3 separate regions of the Mus musculus genome follow, and regions 2 and 3 are each linked to region 1. Evidence: chromatin contacts called from public promoter capture Hi-C data. All regions are on one chromosome and are shown on one strand. The core of a region is the stretch at or near the end of the contact, and the rest is flanking DNA. Distances in the headings are between cores, read along the strand shown. Region 1 holds the start of Nle1 (notchless homolog 1). Region 2 holds the start of Heatr6 (HEAT repeat containing 6). Region 3 holds the start of Ccl8 (chemokine (C-C motif) ligand 8).

What was found. Promoter capture Hi-C pulls out the DNA fragments that hold promoters and counts their contacts. Capture Hi-C pulls out chosen DNA fragments and counts their contacts.
Region 2: a promoter capture Hi-C map of liver shows a contact between it and region 1, with 2.0 times the contacts expected there. The contact joins the promoter of Heatr6 here to the promoter of Nle1 in region 1. A contact is called at or near these places in 1 of 39 promoter capture datasets (hippocampal neurons) and 2 of 9 other capture datasets (liver and pancreatic islet).
Region 3: a promoter capture Hi-C map of the SN4741 cell line shows a contact between it and region 1, with 2.5 times the contacts expected there. The contact joins the promoter of Ccl8 here to the promoter of Nle1 in region 1. A contact is called at or near these places in 5 of 39 promoter capture datasets (the 3T3-L1 cell line, the SN4741 cell line, hippocampal neurons and 2 more) and 1 of 9 other capture datasets (macrophages).

The regions. Positions count from the first base shown.
Region 1 is chr11:82,906,450-82,910,171 of GRCm38.p6, reverse strand. Nle1 (notchless homolog 1) reads left to right here and starts at 1,777. Exons shown (of 13, transcript NM_145431.2): 1 at 1,777-1,833; 2 at 1,937-2,080; 3 at 2,402-2,619; 4 at 3,668-3,722. The coding sequence starts at 1,816.
Region 2 is chr11:83,751,565-83,755,286 of GRCm38.p6, reverse strand. It overlaps Heatr6 (HEAT repeat containing 6), which reads right to left and starts at 1,650. Exons shown (of 20, transcript NM_145432.3): 1 at 1,346-1,650. The coding sequence starts at 1,564. Wfdc21 (WAP four-disulfide core domain 21) reads right to left here. Exons shown (of 3, transcript NM_183249.2): 3 at 2,641-2,793.
Region 3 is chr11:82,113,211-82,116,932 of GRCm38.p6, reverse strand. Ccl8 (chemokine (C-C motif) ligand 8) reads right to left here and starts at 1,748. Exons shown (of 3, transcript NM_021443.3): 1 at 1,621-1,748; 2 at 783-894; 3 at 134-404. The coding sequence starts at 1,696. The coding sequence ends at 299.

The sequences.
Region 1 (3,722 bases), core at 528-3,027:
AAAGATACTGAAGAAAAGCCACACACAGGGACACCCACAATAGCCTCTGCAAGTATGACTGTGAGTTTAGAATATGGATTCACAGCTATGTGACCTTGGACAGGTCCCACTGCCCTGTTCAATGAAAGGCCTAGTCCTAACACGTGAGCTTGTTTGTTTCTTGATTCTCTCGCCTTTGTTTTCGAAGCTGCCTTCAGACTGGCTTCAAACTCCTAGACTTAAGCAATTCTCCTGCCTTGGCCACCTCTATAGCTGGAACCAGAGCTGTGCGCCACGTCCATCCTAACACACAGCTTCTGGATAGTGATGGGTAAGTGGGTGGGTGGATAGACAGATGCTCTGCTTTCATGGGATGGATCCCAAGCCTGGAACCTCATTTGTGGTCCAAGCAATGAGGTATTGACAAAGGATCCCACTGCAAGCAAAGAAGCTTTGGTTCTGTGGCGTTTGGATCAAGGGATCCTACATTCAATTCCTGATTTCATAATTCAGTCCACAAGCGTTTCTTCTGTGTCCCCTATATACCGGGGGACATGACTGATAATGAGGAAATGACTGAAAATGCCGGAAAACTTGGAAAACACAGGACAAGACAGACAGGGTCCCCGAAAAACCAAAAGGAAAAAAGAAAAAAAAGAAGAGAAAAAAAAGAAAGACAGGGTCCTGGGAAAGGCTTCCCTAAGTAATTGAACTAATCTATGCAAAGTTCTGAGAACACTATCTGGCAAAGAATAGAGGCTCAATTCGCTTTGTCGGATGAATGAATGTATGCATGTAGGAATGAGTATATTTAAGCCGAGAGATAAACAATGTGAAGAAGGCCAGAAGGCAGCGTCCCTAGCAAATGGAGTCGTTGTTCTCAGATGAGGAAAAGCCTCCAAAGAGCACACGGGTCCCTCTGGCCTTCTTCAACTTTTATTAGTCTCGTTTGTTTGTTTGTTTGTTTGTTTGTCTGAGACAGGGAGTTCTTTTGGAGACCTTCAATGTCCTGGAACTTACTCTGTAGACCAGGCTGGCTTTAAGTTCAGAGATCTATCTGCCTGTCTTTGTCTCGCAAGAGCCTGGATTAAAGGCATGTTCTACCACAACCTATTTAATAGTTCCTTATAGGCTCTATATTCTTTGAACTTGTACAAGAGGAGAGCAGAGACTCAAATCTGTCCACAAAAGTTCCAGACAGAATAAATTGCCTATGCAAAAGCAGATACAGGAGAGGGCCACACCTTGAAAGAGCTCAGAAAAAAAAAATCCCAAAACAGCTGGGCACCGCGGCCCATCCGATATTCCCAGCATCCCATCCTGGGAGGCACAGACAAGAGGATCATGGAGTTCAAGGTCTACTTAGGCTACACACCCTCAGCCTATCTCAATACATACATGCATACATGCGCGCGCGCGCGCGCACACACACACACACACACACACACACACACACACACACACACACACACACATACACAAACTAAATCCCACAAGCCCACCTATAAAAGTTTCTGCCTCAACCCAATAGTTTTCTGGTTTGTATTTTCACCCCTGCTGCCTGGACCCTGGAAGTGTCATCCTCCACCATCTCCTGCCTCTGTGAGCTAGGCGGGCAAATCAATTAATTTCTCTGAGTTTTGGAGACTAAAATTGGCCAGAATCGCTACTGTGAAAAGAAGGCGCGAAGGGAGGCCACCATTGGCAATCCCGGCCTCCGAGAGCGGCTTGACTCCTCCGAACACGAGAGGGCGCTGTAGCCGGAGGTTGCCCGGCGCGACATGGATTTAACGCTCCGTCTTTCCGCCTCGGTTCTCCTCCACGTGGGGACGCAGGATGGCGGCGGCGGTGGTGGTAGGTGTACGCGCACGGGGCGGGGATGCCGGGTCTCCGCGTGGGGTACCGAGGCCCGAGGGGAGGGGAGGGGGACTGACAGTCTCGCGGCTTGATTCTGCAGGAAGAGGCGGCGGCAGGCGACGTGCAGCGGCTGCTCGTACAGTTCCAGGATGAGGGCGGTCAGCTGCTGGGCTCCCCGTTCGACGTGCCAGTGGACATCACGCCGGACAAGCTGCAGCTGGTGTGCAACGCGCTGCTGGCCCAGGTGAGCACCCCAAAACGAAGCCACGGTGTTCCGGGGACCCAGCTGCTCACCGACAGTGTCGGTGGCGTGGATCGGCCCCAGGAAAAATGTTCTCCGCGCCGACTCACCTACAGACAGGCTGTGTTTTGAACGCGTCGGATGCAGTGTTTCCGTGACTTCTTGTCACAGCCCAACATAAGCATCCCCATTTTACAGAGATGCCCAGCGGGATTAAATTTGTCGCATGGTGGTATGCAGTAGTTGGGATTGAGCCGACTCCCGCTGAGGGCAGGCATTCATCCCTCCGAGCAGAGTTCCTCTTTACTCTGTTCTTGCCTTCAGGAGGAGCCCCTGCCCCTGGCGTTCTACGTCCACGATGCTGAGATTGTGTCCTCCCTGGGGAAGACGCTGGAGTCCCAGTCTGTGGAGACAGAGAAAATCGTCGATATCATCTACCAGCCCCAAGCTGTCTTCAGGGTCCGGGCTGTGACGCGGTGCACCAGCTCATTGGAGGGTCACAGCGAAGCTGTCATTTCTGTGGCCTTCAGCCCCACAGGAAAGTAAGGACATGGGCAGAATCTTTGGGATGTGGAGGTGTGTCCTCTGACAGGTGGAGAGGACCATCCTGAGTTATTATTCACAGGGTCTTAGGCTGCCTGCCTGTCATAGACTTGGGGTCTGGACTCACGTTGCAAGTAACAGACTTTCTTATTGGGGTTTGGTCCCCAAAGGCTAAGAATAGTACCTGGCTCAGAAGAGCCTATCTTGGTTTGAACTACTCCTTTCCGAAGTCAGGTTTCTGCATCTGTTACTTCCCTATGAATCCTTTCTTGTAGGACTCTAAGAATAAGAACAGTTGAGCCAGGTGGTGGTAGTCCACACCTTTAATCTCAGCACTCAGGAAGCAGAGGCAGGCGGATCTCTGTGAGTTCAAGGCCAGACTGATCTAAATAGTTCCAGAACAGCAAGGGCTACATAGAGAGACTCTACCTCCAACAACAGAAGAATATGAAAAGCTTCAAAAGCTTTTTCTAGAAATTTCCAAGGAGGTAGAGACTAGGCGGGCAGGTCTTTGTGAATTCTAAGCCAGCCTTTTCTACAGAACAAGTTCTAGGTCAGCCAGGGCTAACCAGAGAAACCCTGTCTTTTAAAAAAAAAAAAAAAAGAAAGGTGCGGGGTGGGCTGGAGAGATGGCTCAGGGGTTAAGAGCACTGGTTGCTCTCCTAGAGGGCCTGAGTTCAATTCCCAGCACCCCGTAAGAGCTCACAACTGTCTGTAACTCAAATCTCAGGGGATCCAATGTGCACATTGTGTACAGATACATGTGTAGGCAGGATGCCTGTTCATGTAGAATAAAGATTTAAAAGCATTAAAAACACATACAAAGTGGATGGATGAATGGAGTGAGTGAGCTGTTCCTGTTGGGAAGGAAGAAGAGAGAAGTGGCCTCCTAGGGTCTTTTCCTAGATGGCATTAGTGTCCTATTTCTCCTCAGGGAATGGAGAGTCTGTTCCCAGAAGATGGTTGGCTAGGCAGCAGGAATACCCATGCGCAGTGTCTCAGGGTGGGCCCCACCACTGCAGCAGTCAAGCGGCCTCTCTTCCCCAGGTACCTGGCCAGTGGTTCCGGAGACACCACTGTGCGCTTCTGGGATCTCAGCACT
Region 2 (3,722 bases), core at 401-2,900, 850 kb before region 1:
AGATTACACCATCTACAGATGCTTAATGAACAGAAAGGCTCTGGGCATATAGTACGTGTCAGGCAGTAGGCTAGGTATTTTTTTTTTTTTTTTTTTTGACTCCAAAGATGAACCAAACACTTCCCTGAACCACAGAGAACTTGTCTCCTCGAGAGGGAGACAGAAAGATAACAAAGAAGATCTGAAGAACAAATAGAACTTTGCCAGACAGACAAGTAATCAAAGAACAAGGGGAGGGGATGGAGTGGGGGAACTCTCAGAGATGCGCAATGTCCTCAGGTGCCTGAACCCGAGGCACCAAGTGCCAAGTGACTGAACCCAAGAGGAGAACAAGGAGAGAAGAATGGAAAGGCACACATTTTGTTGTTGTTGTTGTGCAAAATAGCCAAGTATATAAATAAAAAGCTCCCTTAATTTCACTTAGTTCCACTCTGCTCCCTTATCCGTGGTGAGCTGCTCGGGATTCTTTTCCCCTTTACATCCTTAAGCCCCATATTTTTCTCTTACTGTTTGGCCGCTTGCTTCTGCCATTTGCCAATATACATAGAAAATCTCTGATTATGCGTACACTTGTATGCGTTTTGTTTGTTTTTTGTTTTTGTTTTTCCAATAGCAGACTCTGGCAAAGAATAGTCTGGAATGGGGCTAGAATAGAGGAAGATCAGTGAGAGACTAGGGAGAGAAGAGTGTGAACTGAGAAACATGTTTGAGACAGACTGAAGAATTTTAATCCAACAGGCTCCAGGGTAAAGAAAAGAAGCAGTGTGCATGCCTTGTGTGTATTTGGGGTGGGGTAGGGTAGAATGAATAGGGGATTAGGAGTATGGGAGACAATGTATTCATCTATACGAGCTATCAAGTTTGAGATGCTCGCAGGTAGGACTGGCTCAGGGGTTCTGGGAATCAGTGATATACAAGAGCGGATGTGTATGAATGAGATGATCCTGACAGGAGAAGTGGAAGCAAACGAGAGCTAGTGCCGAAACAAAACAGAAAATACAGGCCTTACGACAAATTTAGGTTCCAATCTAGCTCTGCCATTTGCCCAAACCGTGACGCTGGATCTCTTGTGAGCTTCAGTGCGTACATCAGCGAAATCAACTAAGACTACCCTCGCTCCGACATTCCCGGAGTCGCTCACCAGGGATGGCAGCTGAGGGCGTCAGAGCAGAAGCCTTTGAAAAGATGCTGGCTTGCAAGCTTTCAGATGGAGGGCAGAGAGATATGGCACGGACCGAGGGAGAAAGCCAGCCTGGAACTAAGTCATCCGGGACGTGGGTGAGAGCCGGAGGGGCCGGAGGGAGGAACCAGCCGTTGTCCGGGCAGGATGAGGCGCGCCGCCTACCTCGGGGGCCACGCCGCCGCCCTCGCTGTAGTTCTCGGAGATGAGCTGGTCGAAGAGCAGGTGAATCTCCATGCGGGACACGGTGCTGTCATCCGGCTGCAGCGCGCGGAGCCTGGCAGACAAGCGGCGGAACCCATCGTCCTGCTCCGGCGACAGTTCCCGCGGGGCCTCTCGCGGCTGCCCACAAGGAAGAGAGGCGGCGACCTGCACCGCCGCCATTTTTCCTCCGTGAGAAAGCCTGGGAAATACTTCCGGGGCACCGCTTGGGGCAGGGCCTGGGTGTGTGCTCCAGTTCCGGAAAGCCATCATTTGAACTGTAGGTTGCAAGTCGTTCTGTGATTAGGATAGGTAAAAGGCAGCAGAAATAAGGCCACCCACCACCCCTTACCCTCTCAGAAAGTTTGCTCTTGGGCAGGGCTGACGTTGCTAGAGTTTCAGATTCTGGCTGGAGTTGGAGAGCACTCTTCTACATGGCAGTGACAGAAAAGTGAGCTATATGGCTTCCTTCTACTCTTGATGTTCTGATAGGACACAAGCTGGAGTTATCACAGAGAAAGGAGCTTCAGTTGGGGAAGTAAGTGCCTCCATGAGATCCAGCTGTGGAGCATTTTCTCAATTAGTGATCAAGGGAGAAGGGCCCCTTGTGGGTGGGACCATCTCTGGGCTGGTAGTCTTGGTTCTATAAGAGAGCAGGCTGAGCAAGCCAGAAGAAGCAAGCCAGTAAGTAACATCCCTCCATGTCCTCTGCATCAGCTCCTGCTTCCTGACCTGCTTGAGTTCCTGTCCTGACATCCTTTGGCGATCAACAGCAATGTGGAAATTGTAACCTGAATAAATCCTTTCCTCCCTGACTTGCTTCTTGGTCATGATGTTTGTGCAGGAATAGAAACCCTGACTAAGACAAAAACTTAACGTATTGACATTAGTAGCTTTTTCACGATTAGGATTAGATAACTGAGAGGAACAGTTTAAAGGAAGGAGGATTTATTATTATTATTATTATTATTATTATTAATTTTTTGGTGCACTATTTTAGGTGGTTTAAGGCTATGCTTGACTGAATCTGCTGCTTTGTAGTAAAGGAGAATGATCGTGACAGCAGGGGTATTTGGTTGAGGCTTCTCACCTAAAGCAACCAGGAAACAACAAGAAACATGTCAAGCCCAGGACAAAATACCCCGTTGACCTATCTCCTCCAGCATGGCCCCTTCTTCCCAAACAGTACAATCAACTATGGACCAGGGAGACGTGTCATATTCAAACCATAACAACCTCCAAGAAAATAACTCAAGAAGTGTTGAGACTTTTACATTAATGATTTATTAAAAGAAACAACTCCTTGTCCCACTCCACTGTGCTGCTTGTAATCTCCATACATGGCCTCCATTTTCAACTGTTTTCTTGGTCACAGAGCTCCAAACAGACACATTTTTTTTTCCAGGTAGAAGCTATAGGAAGAAATGAACAGTAATCAGGGAAGATGGCCTTTGAGAAAATTCTTTGTTGGAGAAATAGATATAAAAATTATACACGAGACCTGCTGTTTTGGGTACCTGGCTACTGCCCAGAGTGCAATGAGAAACATTAGATCTTGATGCTGGAAATCCATAGCACCATCAGAAAGCCAGAAAGCACTACAGGTGGGCTGGATAGATAAATACTCTGAACATGAACACTTTGGTGCTGGGGGCCAGCCCCGGTGGGGTCTTCTTTCTTGTTGGTTCTCCTTGAGGTAGCAGAGGGGGGAAGATCACTGGCGGAGGGTACGACTTTTGTCTTGTGAGATATTTAGGGTTGTAGTATAATAATTAAAAGTTCACTTATGTAAGTCCAAGTTACTGTGCTACTGTAGCTGACCTGCCTTCTATGTTCCTGAGGCCAGAAACTGCAGTCTCTGGCACTTAGCACCTCATCCTAAAACAGCAGGAGATTAAGTAAAGGATTAATTGCTAGAACCTTTTCCCTTTTGTTCAGATGCCTCTTGCTTGTCAGGCTATTGAACAATAAACTTCTATTGAACCAGAAGAGAATAATGCTTGCAGAAGGAAAAACTTTTATATAAGCAAATATGCATAAACTTACGTAAATTCATACACAGAATCACATATGTGCATTTATACACTTCCATTAAAACCAGTTGTGTCCAACTTGCATACATTCTCACAATTACATACTTACACACACATGTCTATACTTACATATGCATTTGGAGCAAAAGACCAAGCACAGGTTTCAGAAAGAACTCACTGATTCTACATGGAAAAAGAGCTCCAATCTTTATTGCATAGGGAAAGAAAACGCTTCTAGCCTTTTAATGCTAAATGAGTTAAACCCAAGTTTGTAAGAAGAAAGCTTTGTTCCTTTATAAGAATAAGCC
Region 3 (3,722 bases), core at 499-2,998, 790 kb after region 1:
CTTCACTTGAACCCCATAAAATGAAACCCAAATAATACACAGGAACCCTTGAACACCTCCCCTCATTTGGCCTGCTGCTCTCTGAGATTGATCATAACTTCCCATCACTTCACTTTGAATAAAAATGCCCATGTTACATTTGCAAATCAGTGTAAGCTTTTATTTCAGTTGTTCATATAACAGACAAGGATGAGAAAACACGCAGCCCAGGCACCATCTGCTTGTAACATCTCTCTGCCTGGAGAAGATTAGGGGAGAACTTCCAGCTTTGGCTGTCTCTTAACTCAGGTGTGAAGGTTCAAGGCTGCAGAATTTGAGACTTCTGGTCAAGGATCTCCATGTACTCACTGACCCACTTCTGTGTGGGGTCTACACAGAGAGACATACCCTGCTTGGTCTGGAAACTGTGGAGAGATGGAAGGTTCAGAAATAGTGCTCAGAGCATGGCCCACAGCTCGACAGACCCCATTCACTCTTGCTCCAGAGGTGAAGGAGCTGCTTGGCAGGAGGGGAGGATGAGGAAGGGGTGGAAGGGAGAACCCTGAGGAGGAAGCCCTGATCTTGCTGCCCTACTTGAAGCTTTCTCATCTATTGTGGAAAGGAACTGGGGAAAATCCCTCTGAGCTCCTGGAAAATTACAGATTTCTTCTCTTCCAGTCAGTCTCCCTATGTGGGTAAGGCGTGGTCCAGATAAGAGGCTGTATTTGTTTGACTCACTCATCTGTGTGTCCTGACCACTCTCCCTTGACTCTGACTGGGTTTTCTGGGCAGGAATCACTTACACCACAGCTTCCATGGGGCACTGGATATTGTTGATTCTCTCGTAGCTTTTCAGCACCCGAAGGGGGATCTTCAGCTTTAGTACATGAAAGCAGCAGGTGACTGGAGCCTTATCTGGAAGCCATTTTGTAAAGAAAGAGGGTTAGGGGACATCTCAGAGTCCTCTCATAAGGGAAGATGAGGGTTGGGCTGCACCTAGGAGTCACTGTTCCCAAGTTTTGTATCTAGGGTCTAGTGACAGAATATGTCTTAGGAGTCAGTGTCCTCTGTTGAACCACAGGATTCCTCACTGATGACTGTTTATCATGAGATCTCTTTGACTGATCCCATACTTCTGACACAGGAAAGTAAGTCCCAAGAACTCGCTGTCCATCACCTTGCTGCTGTGGGCTTAGAATCAACCTATTTTATTTTTTAATCTAGGAAGCCCCTCAGTGTACAAATATCCACATATGGTTCTGGAAGCCACTCTGGATCAAGATCCCAAAGCACTTCTTCAAGACATCATCCCTATCACTCCCCTATTGCTTGTGATGTCCTTCTCACCACAGCCACTTCTGGGCCATCTCCTCAAACAAGGAGAGGGCAGTATCGGTAGTGGCTGCATGCAGCATCGTGTCCCAGGGCTGATGTCATGAGACATCACAGGGCCTGGCCTCAGTGCTCTAAACACTCACTGCTGGTTCTGCCTAGCTTTGACACACTGGCTTTTGGCTAACTTCTTCCATACTCTCAGTCTGTCCATCTTAAAATTGCAGATCATACAGCAGCTCTGGGATGCCTTGTGCTCAGATGTTAGTGCCTGCTAAACCATTTCCCTTAGGAAAGGAGATACCTTACCTGGCCCAGTCAGCTTCTCTGGGCTGACAGGGACAGCTATGAGCAGCAGGCAAAGAAGCACTGCGTAGATCTTCATGTTGAAGGCAAAGATTTTGGAGTGAAGGCTAGCGTCCTCTCAATCTAACTCTGCTAGTCTGGAGGCTCTAATCTGCCTTTTATAGGGAGCAGGGAATCTGCAGATAGAGTTGTGCCTAATGGGAAATGAAAGCAAGATCTTTGTTATGCTGAATAGTCATCAGATCATGAGATGATTTCCCGGCAGCTGGAAGGCAGCTCAGCAAGAATAAGATGCTAAAATCTTTGGCTAACTTAGACTATGAGACAGAAACTTTGAAGGGCAAGCATCTGAAACCAGCAGCATGGAGGAAGCAGTCCCACTGGATCAGGGATTCTGAAACATAGAAATGAAAAACATCTGTATAGAAGAAAGACTAGAAACCAAGGTTACCATGGAGTAAAGAGAGGTTAGATGCTTCCTTTTGGAGGGTGCTAGGAGACCAGAGAAAGGCCTAAGTCTGGTCCCTTTTACACTAGGCTTTTGCAACCCTAAGGCAGGTGGGTTTTTCAAAACCCAGATGGGCTCCAAAGAACCCTGAAAACATGATAGACTCAAGTCTCCTTCTCTTCCGTCTCCTCTTCCTTTTTCTTCTATTACTAGGAATTTTACATGTTAGCCAGAACCTTGCACATGACAGCCAAGTAAGTATTCTACTACTAAATGGCAGCTATACCTCAGCCCTTCTTTTGTAGTTAGTATTCTAGATGAGGATTAAGTAGATCTGGCTCTTCCAAATTTACTTTGTCCCCAGGCCGTCCTTGTTGTATAATTCTCCCATATCAGTCTGAAAAATGCTGTAATAACAGAGTTTCTCTACTATGTCTGGCCTAGCCTGAAAGTCCTGGAGAACTGGGCACCACGTGTGGATTCTGGAGGGGCAGGGATCCTGCAGCGGGTGGCATCCTGCAGGAGCATAGCTCTCTACATCACAGAGCTGTTTTCTTGCAGAATCCTTAATGTATGTATGACTTTTGTCTGGGAACTTCAATCACAATAACTCTGTTGGCCAAGCATCCTGTTCAATGTGTTTGGAGGCCAAATAGTGTTATGCTCAGTCTCATTCCTCGTCAGTGTAAGCAAAGATTCCTGACTAGTAGGCAGGAAGAACATCCTCAAGTGAGGGATATAGTTAGTAAAGCCACTCAGAATTAAATCTCTGAATTATATCCAATCTATTAAGCCACCATGAGCTAATGGCTAATATTTTATGATTTTTCTGGGTTTTGACCTCTGTCAGCTACAACATTTAAATGCAACACACAGTAGTACATTATATCTAAAGTTATAACAAGCAAGAAGACACCATGACCTAAAACAAACAAACAAACAAACAAACAAACAAACACAAAAAACCCCAACAACAACAAAAACAACCCAAAGAAACCAAAGCAAGCAAGGCCAAACTCCTCAGTATGTCATGAGTCATCACACTCCTTAATCCAAGTGATTATTTTCCCTGTGTCTACAGAGTCTTTTTCCGAAATGAAGACTTGTTTCAGACAAGGTTTGAAGTGTGAGAAGGCAAACAGACATAAGAAAGCATGATGGACTAAGGGCATGGCTTACTAATTTGAACCTTCCCTGCAGACATGATTTATCACACTGTTTGTCACTTAGAAAATATTAAAGAGAATTTCAAATGCCTAAGACAGTTTTCAAAATATCTAAACATGAAAAGAAATGATTTAAGAAACATTGAAACGGAGAATTGGGAATGTTGTTGGACTCAAGCTTAGGCACTTACAATACCCAACTGTCGTCGTAAGTGAAGAAGAACACGAGTCAGCATTTCTGCAGGCCACAAAGGCAGCAGGAGTTGGTACAAGTTTGAGGTGAAATGTTTGAACCAAAGTGTTTATCACCTTTAGTATTAAATGAATCTAAGAGTTTATAATCTTAATAGTTAGAGCACAAAACCAGACACACTGATTGATGTATAAAAATGAGGACCCAAATAGAAGTCTGCACACATACTCTGCCACCTACTACAGAATTTTTTACTATGGAAATCAGTGTGGAGGGTTCTTCCAAATCCTAGGAACTG